2 separate regions of the Hordeum vulgare genome follow, and region 1 is linked to region 2. Evidence: chromatin contacts called from public Hi-C data. All regions are on one chromosome and are shown on one strand. Each heading gives the region's core, a stretch centred on a gene start, on an enhancer-like site or on the middle of the called end of the contact. The rest is flanking DNA. Distances are from core to core; before and after follow the strand shown.

Region 1 (7,020 bases), core at 1,217-3,716, 290 kb after region 2:
TAAAGATACATGCATGCCACGCCGCACAAGCACACAAGTGTGCTGTTCGGGCAATAGTATACAACAGCAGCAGATTGAACCAACCACAAAGTAAAGTGAAATGTTCGGAAAGGTAAAAACGACAAACTGAAATTAATGGATAGGGTATTGGATCGACCGGCGGACGGACCGTCTTAGCTGAAGCCAGTGAGGTCAAGTGTGGCCTCGTCCTCAGACGTCTGGAACTCCCTGGACGCCATCTGCACCACGTCTTCGTCCTGATCACTGCTGCCACCGGCGCTGCTGCGGCCGGTCTCGCTGCCGTAGTAGCCGCCACCGAGGTGCTGGGGGAGTGGGAACAAGTTCAGGTTCGTGCATGCTGCATGCATATGCATGCTTCCCTGGGCACTAAACATCTGCGGAAATGCAGTCTCTGGTCCATGGTGCAGCAGGTTGTTGTCGCTGTAGGTCGGGAAGGTGGCTGGGTAGTAGTATCCCTCCAGCATCTCGCCACCGTAGGCGTTCAGGTCCGGCAACGGCGCGCTCAGGTTCATCACCCCTGCTTGGGACGATGACCCGGCCGCGTCGGCTGGGTGGAGGTACTGACCCATCCCGGGTGGGCCGGAGACGGCCAGCATTGCAGCGGCACCTGGAACGACCTGGCCGTCATACCCGACGCCGCCGGACGATGGACACGGTGGCGCCGCGTTCTCGTCAGCCATCATTTTGTCGCGGATGTACTCCTCAAGGAGGGTGAACTGGCCCGGGGCGGCCTGTTGGCTCGTCTTCTTCTTGAACCGGCGCTTCGACTTGAGGCTCCGTTTTGTCGCGTTCCAGTGATTCTTGACGGCGTTCTCCGACCGGCCGGGGAGGCACCTCGCGATGGACGACCAGCGGTTTCCGTGGATCTTGTGCGCGTCGATCAGCAGTATGTCGTCCGCCTCAGTCCAGATGTGCTCCTTCTGGAACGTGATTATGTGAAGGAAAGTTAATGCCTCGAGATGATTGGCACAAGCAAGTGCAATTGAATTGCATATCATACTGGACATACTAGTTCGTACTACGATAGTATAATCGTTCTGAAACGGAAACGTGGTAGTTTTTCAAAATCGCCTTATTTTGGTAGAAATAAATTGCGTCCCTGAATCCTCGCAACAAAGCTCAACAATATATATATATATATACATCTGAAGGTTAGCTAAACTAGAATGGCCTGGCTGAAACTCAACTAAGTATCTGGAAAGAGTGAAAAATAATCACTAGAAATTGAATGGCTTTTTTCGAACGTCTTCAGACGGCAAGGTCCTCCAGCAATTCATATGGGTATAGAGATGAATTGATCTAAAAAACCATATGATGCTTGGTTACTTCAATAAATTGGTTGAAAACAAAGACAATAGGCGGCCACGCCGCTAAACATACACGATTTTTTTTCAGACGCTTGTGCATCTGCAATTCTACAAATAAAATTGTAGAACCTAATATGCTTGACCATTATCTCCCTGCAATCTCTTCCCAAGGGCCACGGACAAAATTACTCACGCGAACAATTAGTGGCCATGATGAAGAAATTGGCGCAGTTAATGATTAAAATAAAGTCATGCAGCATGACGAGCAATTCATTCCTCACTTAATACCCACTCCCGAATTGTACGACCAAAAGTTTCGCATGCTTCGAATGTAGTAAAAACTAAGCCAAAACAATTTAGATGTGCGAATCATATAGATCTATGGAAGATTTCCGATAATTAAAATCAAATAAAGACTATATAAGCTGCCATGCGTGCATCACCTTGATGCCTGGGCGGACGTGATTTGTCCATCGCTCACGGCACTGCTTGCCGATCCGTCCCGGGAGGTGATCTGAAATGGTCGCCCACTTATGTTCGCCATGCTGATCCACCAATCTCTTGAGAAGTCTGCAAACAAGAAAAGCAAATTGATCAATTAAGCAGAACGGTAGGCATGCCGCGAGATCAAGCTGCTCAAAAAACGAATCAGATTCGGCTGTTTCACGTACTCGTCCTCTTCCTCCGTCCACGGTCCCCTGAACGGCGTCGGCCCAGCGTTCCTGGCGGCAGGTCTCTGTCGCCGGACCACGGGGATCTCCACCGGGACGGCCTCAGCGCCATAAGCGTCGGCCGCGTGGGTCCCCTCCGGCATGACGATGAAGGTGGAGGGAGGCATGCCGAAGCCAGAAACGAGCAATCCCGTGTCGGGGAATACCGTCGGAGCGCTGCCAGCTTGCTGGAAGTGGGGAAAACCATGGGCAGGGCTCAGGGTGTACCTTTCGAACCTCCCGTACGCGTCCGTCGACATGGCCGCCACCGCCGCCAGCTCCTGGTTCAAAAGCAACTCCCCCATCGACGCCATCGCCGGAGGTCAGAACTCAGTAGGAAGGGAGGAGGTGGGCGAAGGGGGTGGAATTTCGAGGAATCGAGCGAGCGAGCGAGAGTGAGAGAGAGGAAGAGTCTGCCACAGGGGAGAAGGCAAGTCGCTGTCGAGATGAAGATCCAGGGACCCGCATCATATAGAGGATGAGGTGCCGCATCAGCCCTTAATCTCTGGGCCCACATTCATCCGACGGTGGGAAGCCTTCCTAGAATATGACGTTCCAAGTACACACATTCCACAGAGGCTCACGGGAGGGGCGAAGATCGGCCCTTGGATCCCATCTCTGTCTCTGGCGCCCCATGTAGACCAGGCGTAGCCAGTTGCTCAGGAGTTGAGCTGTTGCGCAGTGGGGCCCGGCTGTGGGTACATCTCACTCGAGCAAGCAAGAGCCAGTTTGGATGACGAGTTTGTTACAGCTGACAGGGAGGCGCTGCTCCATACAAACTTCCAAATATAGGTATGTCCGCATGCGCATAAATGGCTCTTGCCACTGAGATCCCAATCGCAACTCTTTTCAGTGGAATATGATCGTTGGTGTGCACGTAAAAATAAATACATTTGTTGAGAATTAATTTCCCTATAATTAGTATTCGACAAACATTAGCTCATTTTTATTTGCATTGTTAGTGGTCCAGTGCCAGGAAAGCCCGTGCCATACAAATAATTACTCATGTGGAATTTCAGTCAATTTCTATCTTAATCAATTCTTTGGTTTCCATGTAAATCAATTTAATTATTTTTTAGTCTGATTTCAATCAACTTCAGGAACATTCCACACAAATAAATATTCCAGAATTGTTCACAGTTTTTTTTTCTTCAAAAATACAAGTTTCTGTATCTCCTAGATAAGTAAAAATTGAGTGTTAAATCTTTAGTACGTCAATTTTGTCTGACAAGCATTCAATACCACAAATGGATATTTTGGTTAGATTCCTACTAAATAGTCAAGCGGAAGTGGTGCATTTATATTGTTGATTCTATAACACCGTTACATGTATCAGAAAATGAGTCGATCAGACCCTCAGGATCTATTAAAACGAGGAGTCATAATATGCAACTTGTTCTTTTCGTGTCGGCTACATTTCAATCATGATCCACGAAAGCCAAAAATAGTATGTGTGACTTTTTCTTGTCAGGTATTGTTTAGTATCTATAAACTTATCATATACAACTGTTAGGGCATTAGATATCGAGAAGAGCAATAAAATGGTAGGATGCAACCTACAAACATTTAATGTATGCATGCTTGTGGCTAGGAATTATTGCCAAGGTCTTTAGGTTGCATATATTTTGGAACAAGTAATGGTAAACGGTATTGGTCTGTCGTCACTCTATGATATAGGTGCAACGGTGAACGGTATTGGTTTGTCATTACTCTGTGACATAGGTGCCACAGTAAATGGTACTGGTTTGGCGTTACTCTAATATAGACGTAGCGGTAAATATTATTAGTTTGTCGTCAACCTATGATTGTAGGCGCAATAGTAGATGGTATTGGTTTGTCGTTACTACGATATAGGTGCAACGGTAAACGGTATTGGTTTGTCGTTACTCTATGATATAGGCGTTGCCACGTCAACTATCCCATGATAGAGAATAAGGATGGTCAAACCATGGCCCGTGCTTCTTTCAATTTTTCTTTCAGGACCTAGGTATTTCAATGCCTCACAATGAACTAACCACTTAGCACCTTGTGGTCCTAGAAAAAAGGCGATGTGGGAGACGACCAAGTCACCCTCGCTCTTTCGGCGAGGTATGGGTTCTCCTCCCCTCCGGTCGCTGCTTCGTGATGGATGGGTGAGCAAACCCTGACTCCCTGCCTTTGTTGTAGTTAGGGTTAGGACTAGTGTGCCCTACGGCGACGTTTGGATGGAGTTAACACGGGTGTTTGGAATAACTTTTCCCTGATCTCAACCTCATCTGGACGACGCCCCATATGGTGAACTTCAGGGATTTGTGGCTACCTCATTCCATAATTTCCTTGGTGTGATGGATCTGGTTGTGTTTGGTGTTTCTCTGGAGGTTTCAATCTCATGGGGTGTTGTCTTTGTTTGGGGGACGATGAATCTCCAAGTACAGAGTTGGAGGGTCGTCGGACTTCGGCGACATGTCGCGCATTGGTGTTTCAAGGAGCACGAGGGATGATCACCGGTCGATGTGCTATAGCGGTAGTGGGCTTGCCAACGACAAGCCTCTTCACCGTCTCACAAAGCGCACATGGGGCGATGATGCTTGTTCGTCTCCGAAGAAGGCAAGTGGCGGGCATGGTGGTTGCGAAAATCCCCGTTGGTGGAGCTTTATTGCAAATGTTTCTGGACATGTGTCCTCTCTCTTTTCCTCTCATGGTTTTCATGAATTCGTGTTGTAATTTGATTGTTTAATGGTATGTGGAAATTCTGGAAAAAAGGTGGAAGAAAACCTAGCGCTATCAATGCTTGACCCATTATTTTCGTACAATTTAGTAGATTGACGAAAGATATGTCTATGATCCCACATAATTTAATATTTAAATATGACCTACACATTGGGAAAAAAGAGAAGCCTAACTAAAAATGGCGTCCACATTTCTGTCTTTCGGGTATCGTTTTCCATTATCCATAGACAGATGCTTCCTTTTTCTTCCTATATGTTTTAAGTTCGGTATGATGTTTGTAGTACTGGAACTTGATCTTCTTGTTGTGTCACTGTGTAGGAAGGGAGGGAGGACATGGGTGATGTTGGCAAACACAATGATAAATCATTTAAGAAAAACATAGAAATAGATTAATGTTTGAAGATCAGAATTGGTTTCTATCATAGAATTTTGGTCAATTAATCTTATCACAGCTCCACTGTAACTCCGCAGCTTCTCTTTCTTTCAGAGTGGTCGCGGTGATTAAGGATTAGGCAAAGACTTCGGTTCTCGCCGGGGCTAGATTATTGGGTAACTTAATTTCGAGAGGCGGATCCCTATGCTTCCGACCTGTGTGGTCCTGTAACATATTAAAACCTTGTTATTCTTTTTCTTAATTAAAAAGATAAGACACAACTTTTGCCTTCGTGATAAAAAAAAATGTAAATGCGCCCCATTACCGGGCTGCACGGTAAAACTCTATGGGTGATAGCCAGACACTCTTGTTGTGCAAAGCATGTGTGACGGGAGTTGGGCATGCGGCGTGAGTGGGACAAGGAGGAAACGCAAGGCGCATACACGGCGAGATGCCGGTCACATAAAGAAATCAAAAGGAGAAACGTCACACTGAAATCTGCCAAAAAGCAAGCAAGGAGGCGCGAAGTACAACTAATGCAAAATGTCCTCAAGCAACCTATCGAACAGCCCGAAGCGAGAAGGAAGCTTCCTTCTCGTATTTCTTCGGGACGCCACGCAACCCTCGGTTTGGTCCAAATGCTGTTATGCATTGCATGTCTGATGTCTCGAAATAGGCCGATTGCATGCGTTCTCGGTTTGCATGGGAATAACTAGTTAGCGAGTAGAGTATTTTTTTTGAGAGCCTTCAAACCATCATTCTCGCGCGTTACCACTCGGCGTGTTCTCAGTTGCCGTCGAATCTCGCGCTTTGTACGTTTTCTTCGGATTTTGCTTTTTCTTATGCATGCGTTTTTTGCTTTCTAGATTATTTTTTATGCTTTGGTTTATCACCGATCTTTCCTAGCTTTTGGACAAAAAAATTCAATAAAATACACGAAAAAATCGTTTTTTATTTTTTTTAGGAGAGGCACAATTTTGCTTTTACGAAAGGTGTGGTCGTGGCTCTCGGAAAAAAAAAGATGTTTTCTATTTTTGCGAGATGCACGATTTTGCTTCCTCAAGAGACATGGTTATGTGTTCGCGAGAGGCACTGTCGTGCCTCTTGGAATTTGAAAATATATTTTATGTTTCTTTTTCACGAGAGGCACGACCGTGCCTCTTGGAATTTGAAAAAATATTTTCTGTTTTCTTTTCGCGAGAGGCACGGTTTTGCTTTCGTGAGAGGCACGATCGTACCTCTCGAAAACAGAATAATGGGTTTTCTATTGTTGTTGTTTTTTGTGAGCGACACGATTTTGCTTGTGCAAGAGACACGATTTTGCCTTTGCGAGAGGCATGACGATGTCTCTGAAAAAAAAAATCTGTTTTTTTCTACCGCGAGAGGCATGGTTTTTTAGTCTGATTTTTTTTTCGTGAACAAAAAGTTCATTAAAATTTATCAACATAGGGTCTAGTTTTAAAGATCTCGACGGGAGGAACCCAGCGATGAAAACGGTTTGAGATTTAGACACATGGTTTAAGAGATAAAACATTTTAAAAATACATATCTACAAAAAAAATAAACTCCTTAATTGCGACAAATGAAACACATACAATGCGTCACTTCTCATAACCTCAAAAGATGAAAGTAATCTTTGAAATAAGTACTCCTCAATTAGTGATTTAGGGCATGCATGCCAAACGTGAGCGAGTCCATTTTTTCTTTGGTACTGTGTAGCCAGTCCGTAGTTCGTGATGGAGAATATGCTCAGGGTATAGTTAGTGGCCGATGTATGACAAACGTGAACCAGTCCGTAGTTGTTTTTTTTGCTGGGTAGTCAGTCCATAGGTCTTAACAGAGAATACGCTGACGCAAAGGCTATACCTCGCTTACAGCGATTGTTCCTTTGGTCGCCTGA
Region 2 (7,281 bases), core at 332-2,831:
TAAGAAAAGTAGCGTCGACGAAGGTGAAGTGGGTCGGGTGCATGCCGTGTCAGCACCGCATTGCACGTCCTGCTGGAATTCGGTGGTTTTGCGCCGGCCAGTGAAGTTAACAGTAATGGAATGAATCGTTGGTGCATGTGCGAGGTTATACTGGTTGTTTTTTTCCACAAATCATGATAGCCTGGAGGTTTCTGCTTGTAATCCGTCAAATAGCATATGCTGCTCCATCTGTTTGATTGTATTCTTTTACGGGCTGTTTGATTGATATTGGTTGACTTGATATGCATGATTAAACATTTGAAACCTTAACTAATTGTCATATGTTTAAATGGAACTGGTTGACCTCTCATTTTAATAACGTGTAACTGGAGAATGTTGTGGTCACCCGCAAAAAGAAAGAGAGGATGTTGTGGTCTTCTCACAAATAATGAACGAAATTGTAGCCTTCAAATGTTTTTGTCAGATTAAAATAAATTTGTGAATCAATCTGTGATTGGATGGTTAGAAAGACAACACTATCCCTTATCCATCAAAGTATAAATCTCGGACTTAACATTGATACTCACATTTTTAGCTGTGTTAGCAATAACCCCCGTTGGGGTTATTGGAAATCGATGGGATCAATCTTCTCAAGTTACAAGGACTAATGCGTAAAATTTAAAAAATCAAATGGAAACTACAAAAAAAACCATGTGATAAACTGACCCACAACTTACATGTACGTTCGCAATTGAAGATAGAATAATCATAGAGATAGGATATATATGTGTTCATATGGACGAGTATGTGTGCGTATGTGTATGTATCGTATCTTAGAAAAATGAATTATACATGAGACAATTGTCAAACCATATCCCATTAGCAGGCTATATATATTCATAGAGCAATTAAGTTACAGCTCGGATATGCATGCTCCCCACTCCGACGAAATAAGAAGAATGCGACTATAAACCCTTACAAAACCAGTTGACCTTTGAGTACTATATAGTGCTCAATAACCAAAGAAAGAAAGCCACAAGAGTCAACCACCGAAAGCCGTCCTAGCCGAATCCAGGAAGCATTTCAACGGAAGCAAGTGCAAGGTAAATCCCCAAACGAAAAACAATGGCCGCCGCAGCTTACGACATTGCCGACCAATATCACAAACTAAATTAACGTCGCTTGCTAGGGAAAAACTAGCCTTCTCCCACCGAATTACCTACGCAAGCGAAGGAGAAACGGATGAAGTTTTCCCACTAAACTAAGCGATAATAATCCCTAAGGAGGTGATAATCATCCCAACATCCTTTACGGCGAACCTCGTGCCGCCCCAGGATGGATGGATCATGGATGGACGGATGGATAGAGACGGATGCGTTCCACGAGGTACAACGACGTGCGCTGCCCGAAGGCAAGAGAACACCACGATTCACGACGACTCGGACGGCACAAAACCGCATGGCATCGCGCATCACAGCAGCTGATGACATGACAGACAGCCCACGCTCTCCGGATAAGCTCGGCGCGCCTTTTCTTCCTCCCCTCCGCGCTAATTTAATGGCTTTCTGCGTGCCCCCGCGGTTTGAGAGACTTCAACCTCAAACCACCCCGCGCCCCGGTCCACACGCCACGCGCTGCCTGAGCTGCTCCTCCCTTCCCTGTCTATCGATATCGATAAGACGGGCACGAGCAGTATATAAGCCACCTCACCTTCTAATCCTCGAGGCCACACCCGACCCTAGTGTGACCAGAACACGAGCAGGAAGCAAGCAACCAAGTTTCTGCTTGGAGCAAGGAGCGGTAGAGGTTTCGAACGAGAGATTAGTTAACCCGAGAGTTTGTTGAGCTGGAACCGTGCTGAAAGAAATGGCGACGACCAAGCTGTCCCCGCTCTCGCCCGTGCGGCCGGACGACAAGCGGCGCGCGCCGGCGGCGTCGGTGGTGCTGAAGGTGCAGGACAGCTCGGCGGCTGAGGCGTACGAGCAGTACCTGCGGCTGCCGGAGCTGTCGAGGCTGTGGAAGGGCGCGTGCTGCCCGGGCTGGACCGACGAGGGCCTGGTCAAGCCCGCGCTGCAGGCGCTTGAGATCACCTTCCGCTTCGTGTCCGTCGCGCTCTCCGACCCGCGGGGCTACGCCAGCCGCCGCGAGCTCGCGCGGCGGCTCGAGTCCCTCGCCGCGCGCGAGGTGGAGGTGGTGGCCGCGCTCTGCGAGGGCGACCGGGGCGCACCGCTCGCCGAGCTCAGCGCGTCCGAGGGCGTGCTCCCGCGGGAGCGGAGCGCCTCGGAGGTGTGGCAGCTGCCGGGGAGCGCCGCTGCGGTGGTGTGCCACGTCAGTGAGGCCAGCCTGCTCCCGCGCCTCGCCGCGTGGGACAAGTCCGAGACCCTGGCGGCCAAGATCAAGTACGCCATCGAGAGCCAGATGCAGGGCTGCGCCTTCTCCCTCGGCCTCGGCGAGCCCAACCTCGCCGGCAAGCCGGTGCTGGAGTACGACCGTGTCGTGCAGCCGCACGAGCTGCACGCCCTCAAGCCGAGGGTGGCGCCGGAGCCCAAGACCGGCTACCGCAACAGGGAGAACGAGGCGCTCTTCACCATCCACCAGATTCTTGAATCCTGGCTGTGTGCGGCGTCTCAGCTACTCACCCGCCTGAACAACCGGATCGAAGCCAAGGACTGGGAGGCGGCGGCGAGCGACTGCTGGATCCTGGAGCGGATCTGGAAGCTGCTTGCCGACATCGAGGACCTGCACCTGCTCATGGACCCGGACGATTTCCTGCGGCTCAAGAGCCAGCTCGCGATACGGTCGGCGCCGGACGGCACCGACGCGTCCTTCTGCTTCCGGTCCAGAGCGCTGCTGCACGCCGCCAACGCCACGAGGGACATCAAGAAGCTGGTGCCGTGGGTGATCGGCGTCGAGGCGGACCCCAATGGCGGGCCGAGAGTGCAGGAGGCGGCCATGAGGCTGTACCACGGCCGGAGGCGCGGCGAAGGCGAGGACGCCGGCAAGATCGAGCTGCTGCAGGCTTTCCAGGCCGTGGAGGCGGCCGTGCGGAGGTTCTTCTTCGCGTACCGGCAGGTCGTGGCGGCGGTGTGTGGCACGGCGGAGGCGTCGGGCAACCGGCCGCTGTTCGTGCCGGTGGAGGGGACGGACCCGCTCTCGCAGATGTTCTTGGAGCCGCCCTACTTCCCCAGCCTCGACGCCGCCAAGACGTTCTTGGCCGACTACTGGGTTCAGCACATGGCCGCCGCCTCTGTTCCGTCAGGGCGGAGCTGAAGGTTTCGAACGGCCAAAAACCGCGGCGATCGGTAATTTTGCAGGCTAGAAGTTACCTATGATCCCCAGCCTGCAATCCTATAGTGATTCATCTCAGTAGCGATACATGAGTACAGTAGATAATATACTCCTAGATGCGTGTGTTGTGACTGTGATGCCATCTGTTCTAGTGTTCTAGTATCACAGAGGAAGTATTTAACCGTGAGACATTCAATTAAATCAAGTAGCCTGATGTAATTTCATTTGCGGTTCATTTAATGTAAATACATTTTTCTTAAAAAATGTTACTCCCTCCTACCCGGGTATAACAGTGTATAAGTCATTTTATAAAAATCAAATAATCCTAAAATACTTAAAGCAACTCCAATGGAACGATCCATTTCGTCCGTCGCCGCCGTTCGTTTGGGTCCGTGCAGACAAAAAGTTGGCCCAAGGCGTTGACCTAAACGGACGCGCGTTCGCTTTTAGTCCGTCTGCCGATCCATTTCCGGTCCAATTTTGAGCCCGATTTGCGTCGGCGCGGACACGAAGCGGACGCGAGCCGCGCGCCTACTTCCCTCCTTGGCTCGCAAGTCGAGGGCAAAGCGGCCATTTTTTCCCTTTAATTTTTTCCAAACCCTCCCGCTCGCTCCTGCACCCGCTCTCACCACCATGGACGACGACCTCGAAGCCGTCGCCGCCATCGCCTCCATGGCCTCGTCCGTCGCCGTCGTCGAAGCCAAAGGCAAGGCCCACGCCCCCCCCCCCCCCCGCAAGGCCGTCGTGCCGCCCAAGAAGAGGAAGGAGTTGCTCGCAGCTTCCACATCTACCCGCAAGGCAACCGCTTCTCCGGGGAATGCTCGCGGGAGGTGATCATTGTGACCCCTTCCACGCGCGTGCCAGTGACCATCGACCTCGACGCCGCACCGGTGGCACGCGGATCATCGTCCGGAGGCATGACGAAACGCCAGCGCGAGATGCCAGCCGACATGCTCACCGGCGCCCGCAATGTGTTCGAAGAAATGCCGGCCGCCGTCGACAATGACACAACCAATCGAAGGCGGTGTGCCGGCGGCTGGTGCGTACGATCCCGATGAAACCTAAAGCAAGGACGACAAAGAGCCATTCACGCAAGCCATCAGTGATCCACATGACGCCTTCATGCAAGATCAGGTCGGCCTAGACGGCTTCCCGCTCGACAATGAGTTCCCGGAGGACTACGACCTTGAGGAGGAGGAGGATGACATGGACATCGACGGGGATCCTTTGTTCGAGGAGGAGCTCGCCACCCAAACTACTGCCGAGGCAAAGTCGAAGCGCAAGAGCAAGCGGACGAAGGCATACATGCCGGTCGAGGACAAGCTCCTTTGTGAGTGTTGGAGGGACATTGGGCAAGACCCGAAGGTCGACGCTGAACAAAAGTGGTCAGCGTTATGGACTCGTGTTCATCATGAGTTCGATGAGCGCAAGAAGTTTCCCCCGTACCAAATGCAAACCAAGCGTGGATGGGTGTCACTTTCAAAGCGTTGGAGGATGATTCAACAAGAGTGCAACAAGTTTTGTGCCACCTATGAGAGCATCAAGTTACGCCCCGTGAGTGGCCTCGGCATTCAATACATGGTATGCATGCCCTCTCATTCCCTTTTGGTGCCACGCATTCCTGCCTCAAGCAGTACTTTACTAGAATTGAGTTCAATCAAAACAATAATCAAGCATGATAATGATATTGAAACTAGAATGAAGGAGAGATGCGCGGAACTAGCTAGTACTACTTACTTTGGATTGTATAAATCGCAGCTCCTTTGGCCATTCACCATTAGTGGTGCGGGTGAAATTTTTCCAAACCCTGCACGACAAAGAAAATGATTACTTGATATCAGGAAATGAACGAAACTTGGCGATATGGTGCGATAACGATTGAACTTTCTCCTGGAGCATTTCACTCATCGTTGCCCACTCTGTAGGGTATTTACGTTCGAGTCCAAGGCAATTACTAGTCCCTCCTCAAGCTTAATGATTAGCAGAATAAAATGAAACCTGCGCACACATAAGTCACCAATTACACTTAACCTCGAGTAAGCAAAACAGAATGTGCACAAGACAACTAGTGACACTCACTTGTAGTTGTAAGGAAATAGTATTCCCCTTCTGTCATGTTGTCTTGTTAATGCATTTAGCAAGTTGTTCTGTGTATCCATGGGCATCTTACGTACCGTAAATGCATTTATGGTATTTGGGTTAATGAACCCAATGTCATATATTTGCCTTTTTTGCATTCGAGGATCTTCAATCTGCATAATATAGTGAGGATAATTATACATGCAATGAACGAGCTGAGCTAGAGACTGAATTAAAAATAATAATACTTACACACAATAGGAACTGAGGATCGATTTGTCGATGGCGTCTTGATTGTATAACTGAAATAATTCTTCAAATTCAACGTACAACGAACCGACTCCATCGTCAAGTGCTCACCTTTAAATCCCACATAGATACGATCGCACCCATCCTTGCAAGTTTTCAAGTACTAGTCATGGAGTATTTGCATCGTCGTTGATAGTTTTGTCAACTGCTCAGGTTTGACGAGAGATTTCCCGTGCTCTAATCTTAAGGCTACTACCTCAGCAGTTTCGAATTGTACATCATCATTTAAGAAATCACCAAGAGTGAAACCAGGTTTAGCGGCCACTACCCCCGGATCAATATTAGTGATATCGCCAAACACCCTGAGTGCGGGGATCGATTGTTTTTCCTATTTGCCGAGCTGGGGAATTGTTTTCCCACTACTTGTTGCACCACTTTTAATAGTTCCCGACCGCTTCGCGTCATTAAATATCTTTACAATAGAGCGGTCATGGTGTGATAGAAGCGGAGGCGATGGTGTTCGCTTAAGGGCATCCAGACAACGCTTCGCTTTTATCGGATATGTTTTCTCCTTTGGAGGTTGATGACCCACAAGTATAGGGTATCAATCATAGTCCTTTCGATAAGTAAGAGTGTCGAACCCAACGAGGAGCAGAAGGATCTAACAAGTGGTTTTCAGCAAGGTAAATTCTGCAAGCACTGAAATTGTCGGCAACAAGTGATTGTGTGGTGAGATGATTCGTAGCAAGCAACAAGTAACAAAAGTAGCAACGGTGCAGCAAAGTAGCCCAACCCCTTTTATAGCAAGGGACAAGCCTGGACAAAGTCTTATAGGAGGAAAAACGCTCCCGAGGACACACGGGAATTTCTTTCATGCTAGTTTTCATCATGTTCATATGATTCACGTTCGTTACTTTGATAGTTTGATATGTGGGTGGACCGGCGCTTGGGTACTGCTCTTACTTGGACAAGCATCCCACTTATGATTAACCCCTCTTGCAAGCATCCACAACTACGAAAGAAGAATTAAGACAAAGTCTAACCATAGCATTAAACTAGTGGATCCAAATCAGCCCCTTACGAAGCAACGCATAAACTAGGGTTTAAGCTTCTGTCACTCTAGCAACCCATGATCTACTTACTACTTCCCAATGCCTTCCTCTAGGACCAAATAATGGTGAAGTGTTATGTATTCAACGTTCACATAACACCACTAGAGGAAAAATAACATACAACACATCAAAATACCGAACGAATACCAAATTCACATGACTACTATTGGCATGACTTATCCCATGTCCTCAGGAACCAAAGTAACTACTCACAAAGCATAATCATATTCATGACCAGAGAGGTAATGAGTAGCATCAAGGATCTGAACATAAACTCTTCCACCAAGTAATCCAACTAGCATCAACTACAAAGAGTAATCAACACTGCTAGCAACCTTACAAGTACCAATCGGAGTCGCGAGACGGAGATTGGTTACAAGTGATGAACTAGGGTTTGGAGATGAGATGGTTCTGATGAAGATGTTGATGGTGATGAGCCCCCTCCGATGAGAGGAGTGTTGGTGATGACGATGGCGACGATTTCCCCCTCCGGGAGGGAAGTTTCCCCGACAGGATCATCCTGCCGGAGCTCTAGATTGGTTCTGCTCAAGTTCCGCCTCGTGGCGGTGGCGAA

The links. Hi-C and Micro-C count contacts between places; a contact is called where the count stands out from the background.
Region 1: a contact with region 2 is called in a Hi-C map of seedling, with 2.4 times the contacts expected there. The contact joins the promoter of LOC123440516 here to the promoter of LOC123440515 in region 2. A contact is called at or near these places in 2 of 6 Hi-C or Micro-C datasets (leaf and seedling).

The regions. Positions count from the first base shown.
Region 1 is chr3H:544,207,927-544,214,946 of MorexV3_pseudomolecules_assembly, forward strand. It overlaps LOC123440516 (transcription factor DUO1-like), which reads right to left and starts at 2,467. Exons shown (of 3, transcript XM_045117081.1): 1 at 2,000-2,467; 2 at 1,772-1,898; 3 at 1-941. The coding sequence starts at 2,352. The coding sequence ends at 174.
Region 2 is chr3H:543,919,321-543,926,601 of MorexV3_pseudomolecules_assembly, forward strand. It overlaps LOC123440515 (nematode resistance protein-like HSPRO1), which reads left to right and starts at 1,582. Exons shown (of 1, transcript XM_045117080.1): 1 at 1,582-3,610. The coding sequence starts at 1,846. The coding sequence ends at 3,249.